Regions from separate parts of the Mus musculus genome. Here all the other regions are linked to region 2. Evidence: chromatin contacts called from public HiChIP or PLAC-seq and Micro-C data. All regions are on one chromosome and are shown on one strand. Each heading gives the region's core, a stretch centred on a gene start, on an enhancer-like site or on the middle of the called end of the contact. The rest is flanking DNA. Distances are from core to core; before and after follow the strand shown.

Region 1 (2,700 bases), core at 90-2,589, 190 kb after region 2:
CTGGCCATTTGGGAAGAAAGGGATGAAACTGAGTGATAGCAGACACCGGCTGGTGGGGGTTGGGCATGGCGGCTCCAGCCAGACAGCAGCACTTAGGTAAAGGAGATAGCTGTTTAAATAAGGACACGGTGGTGTCAGCTTCTTATCAGAGCTTCACGGAGCCAGTTGCTGGTAAATTGAAGCTGTTAAATGTTAATGAACTATCACTATATAGGTAGCCAGGAGACTGAAAAGGCTCAAAAAGTTCAAAGTCTACTGCAAGGCCAATTTATCCCACAACAGGGAACATTTTTATTACAAACATAAGGAAATTTGTTTTAAAATTTAATTTTTTAAAGTCTGTTTTATTGATAGAAGTGTCTTTCCTTTATCAATGAGTCAATTTTCTTTGCTCTGAGCAGAATTTTACAAATCCCTGGGTTGAGCCACAACAAAGGCCATTTGATATGATCTTTTGTATTTGAACTATCTCTGGCTTAAAATTAAATTCACTCCTAAAATAGTAAGTATATCATGCCCTAAACACTTCCCATTAGTGACAGCAAGCTGCAGAGATTAGAAGCACACCCTGTACTAATCTTACACCAAGTAAAAGAACCCTATGGCTGGTTTAAACTCAGACTTCACCACTCAGCAAGGCAGCCCATGGGTATTGGTAAATACTACTGGCAGGCAAAAATGAACTCTAACCAGAGCAGACATTGTCCCACACAGACTATACCGAAGCCTTAAGCAGACTTTGCCTTTGGGTGTTATTTCCTGCAAGGCTGGGGTACACATAACTCACTGACATTGGCATAGCTATTCTATAGAACAAACAGGACAAATGGATTCTCTTCAAATGCTACGTTTATCGAAACTGAGTCTTCAGAGAAGATGAAACCTATGTGTGATATAAATTACTTCATCAGCTGTCATGATTGACAGGCCCATTTGGTTGGGTTTAGAGGGTAGGGAACAGAAGTGGAGCCTGACTCACAGGGCACGGGGCTCAAGTTCAGGATTGTTTTAGATCTACAAATGTCCACAAGTTTTATCCTTTGTCACATTCTGGCCTCCGTTCCACCTGGGTAGAGTTTTCACGTTTGCAGCAACCACTCTTGTCTCTGAGTCCCAGTGAGGTCGATTTTAAAATACAATTCTATTTCCTCGGTAAAGCCTCTTCTGAAAGGCTAAATTTAGCACTGCCAATCAGAGGAACAGGTGGTCTGTGATACTCCCAAATAGGTCCTCTCCCATCATGCCTTCCTAACAGAGCCAATCACAGAGCCGGGCTGTAAGGATGTTGGGCTGTCAGCAGATCTGGGGAATATAAGGGCCGGCCAGCCCCTGGCTCTGGAGCAGTCGCGCATTCCCACCTCGCCTCGGGTGTAGGGATTGCATAGGAAACAAAACCACACAGTCAAGACTGTGTGGTTTTGTTTGGAGGGTTAGAGGCTCACCGATTCATGTCGGAGATGGTTGGAAAAACCAACTCTACGTAGGACGTCGTTTCAGAAGCAAACTTGGGCTTGGTCCCACCCTTTTTGGGCACTCCTGAGAAATCAGGTGAGTGAGAACCAGCTTGTTTGATCCCTGGAGCTCTTTCTGATTGGTTACTATTGGATGCTCTGAACAATGAATGCCTTCTGTTAAAGGTTTCATCTTGCTGACCTACAGTGTGAATCTGTGTTTTAAATTTGGTTTTGAAATGTACATTTTCCAGAGAGAAAGAAAGGGAAAGAAAAGAAAAGAAGAAAAGAAAAAAGAAAAGAATCAAGTGCTGAAGCGATAGTCAACCATTCTGATTTTTAAAATGTATGGGATGTCCTAGAACCAGGAGTCTGAAATGGGGACATGAATGTTTGCTTCCTTAGTAAACGTGTCTGCTGAGAATGTACAAGGTTATGTGACCCGTTGATAAAGCAAGGCAGACCAAGAATAGCTCAGAGAAAACCCATGTGGCATCAGCTGCACCCAATGACTTTTTAAGGGAATCCACTGCTGAGGTATCTGTTGCGGACGGTGGCAGAACACTTGTCTGCTGTCAGTCAAGCTGGACGGTTTATTTTGGGAGTGTGACATTTCAGATGCATGCCTTCAGCCTTAGGCCTCTGAGAAACAAGTGCTCACAGAAACAAATTTAGTCTTCCTAGACAATAAGAATATCAAACCCAGCTAGGCCACTTAATTCTCAACATTTTATAAGTTTGAATGAAGCTATAGAATTGCTTTCTAGAAGATTCCAGATCTCATTATGCATTTTAATTTAACCCACAATCCAATTATATGGTGTGAGATAATGTTAATGCTAAAAAGGGTAAGAAATAAAGGATTCTTAATTTCTAAATACACTTTGATTCCCTATCTTCCTGGGATTAGATTACAAATTGTAAATGCCCATTATTAGATAAATACTTAATTATACATGGTTTATCTAAGGAGATAGCTAATTTTTTTTGAAGATACACTGGCTTACAGACAGGAAAAATTAGGCATAAAATGTGTTCATCTGAAAGATAATGTGAAAGAAGCAAGAGTTTCTGAGAAATGTTTCCTGAAAACTTTTGGATAACATCTGGATTTTTATGGGGTATGAATTTTGTCTCAAAAAAAATTGAGTTATAGGACTAAGAAGAGTATTGCACTGTAACATTTAGTGAACAAAGAATGTTGTGAAAGATAAAAATGAGGCAATTGACAATTCAGAGCCTGCCCTTT
Region 2 (2,844 bases), core at 201-2,700:
ACTGAAACCACTCAGAACAGGTTCTACACTGTCCAGGATCTTGGCGCCTGCTGACCAGAGCTAGCTCACTCCGGCTGCTGCCGTCGCGGTGTTAGGTGAAGTCTGTTCAATCTAGGAGCAGGGATCTTGGTGTGTTTCCCATCTCATCAGAGAGGCAGGCAGATGCTGAAAAGCAGAAGCGCCGGTCCAAGGGTGTACAGTATGCAGAGCAGCCAGGGAAAGAAGAGCAATTGCTGACACCCACGTACGTGTGCGTGTGCACGCATTCGCCCACATTTCAACTCAACAATGTTTTCATAAGCCTTAGCATAAGAAATCAGTGGCACTGCTTACGCAGCCCCCGCCTTGTCGGCCCAGGGTCTAACGTGCTTTTACTCAGAGCTAAGGGGGGCTACACAGGGAGTGGGTTCCTTTGGCTCCGTTTATGGCTCCGTCCTCGGGTTTATCTTTCATCCCAGGGCTCTCCAGTGGTTTCATCAGATTTGGAGTTAGTGTCTCTGATGTGTTTGCCTCTGACCTCTGACCTAAACTTCAGTGGTGTTATTTTCAGCTGTTCTTTGACAGGGCTCCAACAGCTGCTGCTTAATACCACAGACAACTTCTGACAGAGGCAGAGCTTCTAGCAATAGGATTAATCTGTGAGCCTCACTCTGATTTGAAGCTAGTTGAAAATTTTTTTTTCTCCAGGTAGAAATGGGGATTTACAAAGAAAGAGAGGTGGGGGGCGGGGGGAGCCAGAACAGTCTAGGAGGCTAAACAAAGCAGAGCCAAAAACAAACAAAAAAGAAACAAAATGTTCACTACAAAGAAAACACATTTCTTAGAGTTAACAAGAAGCATGGAAGTGCTGAGCTTTCTCACAGCTGTTTGCTGGCTGAATTGGAAAATACTGTTCAGAAAACAGTCACAGAGAAATCCCAGGAAGATGTGTAGTTCTTGATAAATCCTGGGTGAGTTGTTTTAAAAATACTTAACTCCTCAAATAAATACCAGAAAGAGAGACAGAGAGAGACAGAGAGAGAGAGAGAGAGAGAGAGAGAGAGAGAGAGAGTCATTTTTAGTAGTTTTCTTTGCACGAAGAAGACTTGAAAAGACTGATATCCAGGTCAGTGACTTTCTGGTTGCAAAGTCCATAGCTACAACTGTTTAGTTTCGATGGCAAAACTAATTTGGGTTGTCAGGATGTAGTTTTTTTTTGTTTTTTTTTTTTCCATTAGCTATCAGACATCAGCTGATAGGCAAAGAGCTCAAAGCTGTCCCTCGAGTTTCAGATAATGGTTCAAATAACTGGCACTTTCTGTTACCATACTAGGGGGGTGGTGCTCTGTCTCTGTGTCTCTCTCTCCATCTCCCTCCCTCCCCCCCCCCCCCCCCCCGCGAGTGTAACTCTCTCTCCCCTTTCCCCCTCCCTCTCGATAAGCTCAATGGGGCTGTCTATTTTTAACTTCCTGTTCTTTCCTTTTGGCCGGGCAATCAGTGTGAACAGAGGCGCGTTCCCTGAAAGAGTCCCGGTAGCCTCGTGGAAGCCTTCTGACATGACCAGCAGACAGCATCACTACCAAGGCTGCTCGGGGTTTAAGCCCTGCTTCTAAAGTGCCATGTCCTGCAAAGAAAGTCCCCATGTGGGTGCTTCCACCACCACTGTCAGCTCTGTAGCCGTGCACGCTGGGGACTCCAAGATCGTGATCGCCGTTGTCAAGGTAAACTCACAGCTTGCTTTCCTCTGTGTGGCTGGGGGGCTCTTGGCGGAATGGCTGAGAGCACGGGAGGATAATGCAGAGCAGATGACAAATAACAAGTGATCTTCGCCACTTAAATCCGTGACAGAGGACTGCTAAGTTCCAACAAGTTGGCAGCTGCTTTTCAGGGTAAAACGCCTCTAGAGCGCCTTCCAACAAACTTTACTGTGTACTTTCAGTTTGGTCCTTACAGGCGAGGCGCATGTGATGAAGGTTGAGGAATTCCAGGAGAGTTGGGTGGCCAGGACAGTGCCTGAGATTTCTGAGTGGCTGTGATGGAGAATGGGGAGGCAGGTCAGAGTGGGGCACTGTCCTGAGCTTGAGAGAACTGGATGCACCAGAAGCCTCCCAGAACCGGTTTTCACTGGTAAAGGCAACGCTAAATACTTCTCCCACTGTAGGGGGATGGAGACTGCCACAGACTACTTATTAAACTGCCTCTCCCTCTTGAGAAAAGGAAAGTGCAGTGACTCGGGCCTTAACTGTGTGTTTTATGTCTAATTGTTTTATGTCTAATTGTGCAAAGATGGCCACACATTATTTTGGGTTGTACGAGGCTCCCATGATTTTTTTTTTTTCCTCTGACTGAAATCATCATGAAAGATCCTCTGGACTATAAGCTTGCTCTTTAGACACTATGCCACCCAAATAATTCAGGTTTAATGAAAGCAAACCTGGTAAAACAAAACGACAAACAAACAAATACCTGGCTACAAGGCCTATTGGATTTACATGCTGCAAAATTGTATAGTAGCATGAAGCTGTGTAGGAGAAAAGCCGAGCTTGACATTGAGCAAAGCAATTCTCTGAAGAGGCATGGAATGCAGGGTCCTGCTCAAGGCCTTAGCTGGGTGGGGGTGGGGGTGGGGGGTTCTCAGTACTGGGAGACTTCTGCACAACAAATAGGACTTCAGCTCCACTCCCCATCCTGTCCTCAGCAGAGGTGTGAGTGGGAATGACAAGGACCATGGCTTCCCCAGTGCAATCAGGTCACTTGCACACGATTTAAAGACGCTTTGGGCAACATGTAGATTCCAGCAGGGATGGAAGAGAAGCAAATCTAGGACTTTTTTGTTTTTTAGTAAACATTACTTTTTCTCAAACT
Region 3 (2,700 bases), core at 12-2,511, 170 kb before region 2:
GTGATTGCAGGGCAAGATCCCACCCAGCTATGCTTACAAAGGCAGGTAGATTCCTGAGTTCAAGGTCATCCTGGGACAGAAGGAGTTGAGATCAAGACCCAGGCAAGGTAGGAATGGTAATTTCAGGTGTTTTTGGTCTCTTTCTGGAGTCACAGGATGCTGATTCATGGGATAATCAAAAGGGAACGTGGGGTAGTGGCTGAATTAATGTATAAATAAAAAGACTGGGCTTTTGATATGCAAATGTTGAGCTATTCAGAGAAGTTTTAGAATAACAAGAAAGCTGTGTAAGCAGACTGACTGAGATAAGCTGTTGGCTTGGACCCTTGATTTTACTTCAAGTCATTTATTTCACCACTCTCAAGCATTCCTTCCTCAAGATCATGACTTAGCCAAGGGTGGACCTTGGCAAAGGAGTCCCTGCTTGGAGATTTCCAGAACACTTAGACACCTGTTGGACGTGCAACAGTGCCCTGGAATGAGAGCCTAAATGATGGCTGGCCTTCATGAAAGGTCATATGAACTATGGGAAGTTTGTAGATACTCAACTTGCACTTTAATTCATACCCACTGAAACGCCTGTGGGTGCAAATAGCAAAAACTAACCCATATCTGGGATTTGGGGTTCAAAATGCTAAAATCCTGATGAATGGGGAAGGCACAAGTCTCTTTCAAGTCATAAACTCTTAAAAGGCAATCCTTTGAGTCTGTTTCCTGTGAGACACCAGAATGGCATCTGGCATCACAAGATGGTTGCAGCTGCTCTAAGGCCACATGGTTCAAATTCACTTCCAAAGGAGAGAGGCAGACTCCTCCCACTTAGCGTCCAAGGACAGTTCTAGTGACAGTTACTAGTCCGAGTGACTGGACTACCATGCCTGATCTGGGTTCACCCTGGCAGGGTATAGGGGAATGAGGGGAAGTAGTGAGGATGTTTGGTAGATAATGTTGCAGACCTTTACTAAACCTAGCTACATCTCAGAATTTAGACATCAGGAACAGTTTAAGTCAAAAAAAAAAAAAAAAATCAACTGCCCAAAACAACCTAATTATAATTTTCTTTCCATTAGCTGTTATATAATAAAATTATTTTCAAATTATCCGTATCATTTTCTCAGAGCTAAGAGTTAGTCAGATTCATTTAACCTGTATCAATATTACTATGTAGCCTCCCCCCAGCCTTGAGCAGGCTGTCTCAGACCTGTTCGGCTGCTGTGAATAAGACCACCTAGGGTGGAGTCTTCACACCTAGATAGGTCTATTGTTCTGCCACCTCTGCTCTTTTCTCCAAGACACCTGATACCTGCTAAGAGGCTGAACCTGTTCTCCTGACACTATCCTTATGTGGTGGGGGATGGGATTCCACCACCCCACCCCCCTTATAAGCTCAGACTCTTAAGTAAACTTTGGGTCTTGATCAGTATCTTTGTCTTGGTCTCATTATTCCTCTCGCCATTTTCTCTCATGCAGCCCCAGCCTCCCTCTCAGGAGCCTGGTTCCTGTGGCTGTGGGCAGCTAAAGTACTGTATTGGTGCTGCTTAGAGATAAGGTCTGAGATCTAGCCCAACCTAGTCCAGAATTTAGATAGTTTTTGCCACAGCCTAAGGACAATGCTTTTGTTTTATTTTTTTTTGAAAGAAAAGCGATTTTATTAAAAAGTAAGAAAATATTAACTGTAACATACAAATGTGTAAAAATAAGAATATTTGCGAGTAGTGTGGGAAGTTCTGTTTTAGACAAATTTTCAGTTACTCGGGAGCTAAAATGCTGTAGTGAACTAGAGTTGTTTAATTGGCATTTTAGAGACTAAGCATATTTTCTGTCTGTACTGTCCCATTGGAAGTAGCTATGGTCACCATGGACCTGGGGAATCTTGAAGCTACTGAGATGAGCACAGAATTTTCATTTTTCTTTTATTCTAAGGAATTCAAACTTTTATATAAAGTGCTATTTGGCACTAGTGTCTACCCAACACAATGTATAAAGAATGCTTTGTTTTTCAAATTTCTTCTTAAAACTAATCTTTTTTAATGATAGAAAAAGGAGAGGTCCAGAGTTATGGACTCATTGAAAGAACTTCAACATCCAACCACAGCAGCACTTCCTGTGTTCCGTGGGTTTTTAGTTTTATACCATGGTACCTGTCATGAGGAGGCCATATTGATCCTACAACATCCCTGAAGATTAAAAGAGAAATTAAGAAAATGTATTGGTACATTTTCAAATAAATATGGAGTCATTATTTATCTAGCAAAAAAAAAAAAAAAAAATCAACAAAAGGGAGATGGGACCAGAGCACAGGTTAGTCCATCCAGGCATTCAGCGTCCTGGTGGTAATCTTGTCTTTCTCAATGATACCCATGCCTGACACAGCATCCCGGTCCACTGCATTCAGCATGGCCTGAAAAATGGTTTCAGATAGGTGTTCTGGATCCATGTTGGGCTCCCAGAGAGACTAACACATCCCATACATTTGTTCAGAGCAGGTACCACTGACTACGAAGTCATCAGTCACCATGGGACAGTCAATGAGGTCCAGAGAGCAAATGAAGGGCTTAAAAGTCTTTGGGTCCAGGCCAGCAGTGACAGGCTCTGTGTAGTAGGTACCAAACCGCTTCTCATACAGGAGGTTGGCTACCCATGCTCATGAGGGTGTAAGGCTTGATCTGCCGACCTTCTTTCAGCTCATACAGGTTCAGT
Region 4 (2,940 bases), core at 24-2,523, 150 kb after region 2:
TCTGCTGGCCATCATCTATAGTACCCTCCTTTATATTGGACATCTTCAGCTTAATGAAATCTAGTCTCTTCAAATGTGATTCTTTTCCATCCTTCATTTCCATAGCTCCGTTCTTGGAAGAGCTGCTCCTGTAACCTGCCTCTACTCTCTCATTTTCTATGCCTTGGACACTCCCTTCAATTAGGATTATTTTGCTATTTTGCATTTCCAATCCAGCATTCAGATACTCTTTTATTCTACTTGCAAGTCCCTTGATTCTATATCTGGTGTGATTCCCCTTTCTGAATATTGCTGGGCTCATGTCCTTTTATGTTAAAAGCCTTCACTACACGACCCTTCCATGGTTTTGAGACTTGACACATTCTCCATTGCTTCTAGATTCATTGCAGTTCCTGTCTAACCTTCCTTAGTGTTTCTACTACTTGACTTTTACTTCAAGTGCATGACCCTCTAGTTATCAAAATGTTATCCATACCCAAAGTTAAATAGAAATATCCCTTTTTCTACACAAATCTCCCTTACTCCTCCCTTGTTACTCACCGATCACTAGTGATCTTTCTCATTCGCCTTAGTCTGTTCTGGCTGCTAGATTAAGTACTATAGTCCTGGTGGTGGATAAGCAAGAGAAATGTGTTTCTCACCGTTCCAGAGGTTAGTAAGTCTGAAGTCAAGATGAAGGTGGTTTAACCATTGGAGTTTCTGCTTCTCTGTAGTTACTTCATTCACATTTATGAGGTCTGAGTGCAAAGGGTCTCTTAAATCTCTTTTTCAAATTCACTAATGCATTCCTGAGGGCCCCAACTCTTCTTACATGGGAGCTGTTAAAGAGAGGATTCACAAACTGAAAAGGATAAAATAGTTATGAAAATTCATTGCTGTTTGTGTACCAGTTTGACATGTTAAAAAGGCTTGCATACTTATCATCTCTGGTGATTTTCAAGGAACCTTGAGATGGAGAGAATACCTTTGTTGTTTGATACTTTTTGGTTTCCAGTTTTGTTTGTTTGTTTATAAGACAGAGTTGTCACTATATAACCCTTGGCTGTCTTGGAACTCATTATGTAGGCTAAGCTAACTTCAAACTCAGAGATCCAAGTGCTTCTGCCTCCCTAGGCTGAGGATTAAAAGTGTGTTCTACGAGGGTTGCTTTCTGTCTTCCAGGAGAAAGATATGGGTCCAAGGAGATTAGAAGTGCTGTCCCTGAGTCTTCACAGCCACTGATAGTAGATCTGGAATTTGAAGTTACATCTAATTTAACACCCAGAATTCTTTCCACAACAGCTGCCATTGTGGTTTAGATTCCAAGTGTGTATTAGTGCCGAGTGACTCATGCAGTAATACAAACCAGTTTCATTTTAGAGTAGAGATTCAAAGCTCAATTTCCCCAGTAGGTTCTCCCAAATTCTCTGAGCAAGTGTAATATGCACTTTGGGGAATGTGCCTGTTTCCATAACCATCTAACACCATGATGAACACACAACAATCTTCTACTATAATACAAACATTGTTTGCAGCCATGTCTACCAACACTTGATGCACCTGTGCCTCCATTTCTCTCCACAAATACTTGGCCCTCAACCTGCCCCCCTGCCAGTGTGTAAAGCTCCACTACCTCTGACTAAAGCTGAGCCCCATAAAATGCAGGAACGAGTAATACTCGCAGGAGACAGCCTGTGTTCCCCACTGTTCTATTTCCTTCCTCTTTCCGATATTCTCCCAGTCTGCGTGTGTGGATTCCCAGGCTTTCCTCTTCATTCTCCTCCAGAGACCTCAGCATGTCTTCCTCATTGATGCCCTTCAGCCTCCTAGTGGCTTAAAGTGTCCTACACAGTGATTCCATCTCCAGAGAATGTGCTTGCAGGAACATCCTACGGTAACAGTCACTTCATTCTTTACAGGGCCTTGGAACCATTGGTTTTACTGGCAATGAGCTCTACTAAAGGGCTGAGCAAGAAGAGAGCTGGGAGCTTGAAGTGGAACATTGGTCTCTTGTGGAATGCATTTACTGAAAAGTTGCTGTTGGCTTACTTTTTTTTCTGGGTGGTTAGCATATGGCATTATTTCTCTAATTTTTCTAGCTCTCACTCTCACTAAACTTGCTTTGTACAGCAGGGAGAGGTTCCAAAGATGAATTCAGATTTGGAAGATTTCCATGACAATTGCATTGATCTGCTAAAGGGGCCAGGGAAGGATGACCAGAAAACATTCAGTGAAGAAAGGAATGAGGTAATGAAAGTATTTAGCTTCAACCTTCTGTTATTTTGTCTTTGAGATTTGTATATCTATATCAACTCTGTCTCACCCATCAAATCAAGTTTTTGAATATAAACTCACTGTGAGTTTCCTCATCCCGGCCATGCTAGCTACCCTTACTTGGTCATTCTCTCTCAGGTTTCTCTCTGGGTCCCCTCTACTGAATCCTAGAGCGATAAGCATCTCACAGACACATTAGCTTAGGCTAGCTCTACTCTCCCATCTCTTGCCTAATGACCTTTGCATCAATCTTATTTCATTTTATTTGAAAACCTGTTAGAGCATTACCAAAGGGGAAGCTTTTAAAATTGTTTTACATGAACCATGAGGAAATATTAGTACATAAAACCAGGCTCCATGTTTTTCCTCTAGACTCTTAACACCACATGATATTTCTAAGCATCTGTACTAAGGTACCGAATCCAGCTAAAGTATAAATACTACTTAAACAAATGTTTAAACCTTGTATCATATACATGTAAATTAAAGCAGCTAACAAGGGGATGGCAAATACTCATGAATACAAAGGCTTTCAAAGGTCTCGTTTAAGTGGCCACACCCTTCCAGGCTTTCCTATGGATAAGAGGCTCTATTTGTAGCTGCTGTATTACAGTTAGGCTTGATTTCTTTTCTTTGTCAATGTGCCTGTTTCTAGTTTTATTCTCCTGGATGAAAAGCAGACCAAAC

The links. A called contact is a pair of places that touch in the nucleus more often than the background predicts. HiChIP or PLAC-seq counts read pairs in DNA pulled down with a chosen protein or histone mark.
Region 1: a contact with region 2 is called in a Micro-C map of muscle stem cells, with 5 times the contacts expected there. The contact joins the promoter of Ttn here to the promoter of Ccdc141 in region 2. A contact is called at or near these places in 13 of 39 promoter capture datasets (the 3T3-L1 cell line, 3T3-L1-derived adipocytes, cranial neural crest and 6 more), 6 of 484 Hi-C or Micro-C datasets (the HL-1 cell line, cardiomyocytes, embryonic stem cells and 1 more), 2 of 115 datasets of contacts at active chromatin or transcription factors (astrocytes and embryonic stem cells) and 3 of 9 other capture datasets (adipose tissue, embryonic stem cells and liver).
Region 3: an H3K27ac HiChIP or PLAC-seq map of embryonic stem cells shows a contact between it and region 2, with 9 read pairs. The contact joins the enhancer-like site here to the promoter of Ccdc141 in region 2. A contact is called at or near these places in 3 of 39 promoter capture datasets (the 3T3-L1 cell line and hippocampal neurons), 1 of 15 datasets of contacts at CTCF or cohesin (stem cell-derived epiblast-like cells), 11 of 484 Hi-C or Micro-C datasets (the BV-2 cell line, bone marrow-derived macrophages, cerebral cortex and 4 more), 7 of 115 datasets of contacts at active chromatin or transcription factors (the SCID.adh cell line, cardiomyocytes, embryonic stem cells and 1 more) and 2 of 9 other capture datasets (embryonic stem cells and macrophages).
Region 4: a contact with region 2 is called in a Micro-C map of muscle stem cells, with 5 times the contacts expected there. The contact joins the enhancer-like site here to the promoter of Ccdc141 in region 2. A contact is called at or near these places in 2 of 39 promoter capture datasets (the 3T3-L1 cell line and liver), 2 of 484 Hi-C or Micro-C datasets (muscle stem cells and nephron progenitors) and 3 of 9 other capture datasets (adipose tissue, liver and pancreatic islet).

Annotation. Positions count from the first base shown.
Region 1 is chr2:76,981,186-76,983,885 of GRCm38.p6, reverse strand. It overlaps Ttn (titin), which reads left to right and starts at 1,339. Exons shown (of 313, transcript NM_011652.3): 1 at 1,339-1,548.
Region 2 is chr2:77,169,241-77,172,084 of GRCm38.p6, reverse strand. Ccdc141 (coiled-coil domain containing 141) reads left to right here and starts at 1,450. Exons shown (of 24, transcript NM_001025576.3): 1 at 1,450-1,700. The coding sequence starts at 1,599.
Region 3 is chr2:77,335,567-77,338,266 of GRCm38.p6, reverse strand. It overlaps the pseudogene Gm13649. Among named protein-coding and RNA genes, the nearest start is that of Gm35317, 13 kb to the right of the region's middle. Within about 2 kb of position 1,261, at least 22 of the 459 cell types and tissues checked have an H3K27ac peak or open chromatin away from gene starts, as enhancers often do. A contact at or near this core is called in embryonic stem cells, stem cell-derived epiblast-like cells and trophoblast stem cells, where this site is marked.
Region 4 is chr2:77,019,199-77,022,138 of GRCm38.p6, reverse strand. Ccdc141 (coiled-coil domain containing 141) reads left to right here. Exons shown (of 24, transcript NM_001025576.3): 22 at 2,110-2,226. Among named protein-coding and RNA genes, the nearest start is that of Ttn, 38 kb to the right of the region's middle. Within about 2 kb of position 1,273, at least 5 of the 459 cell types and tissues checked have an H3K27ac peak or open chromatin away from gene starts, as enhancers often do. A contact at or near this core is called in muscle stem cells, where this site is marked.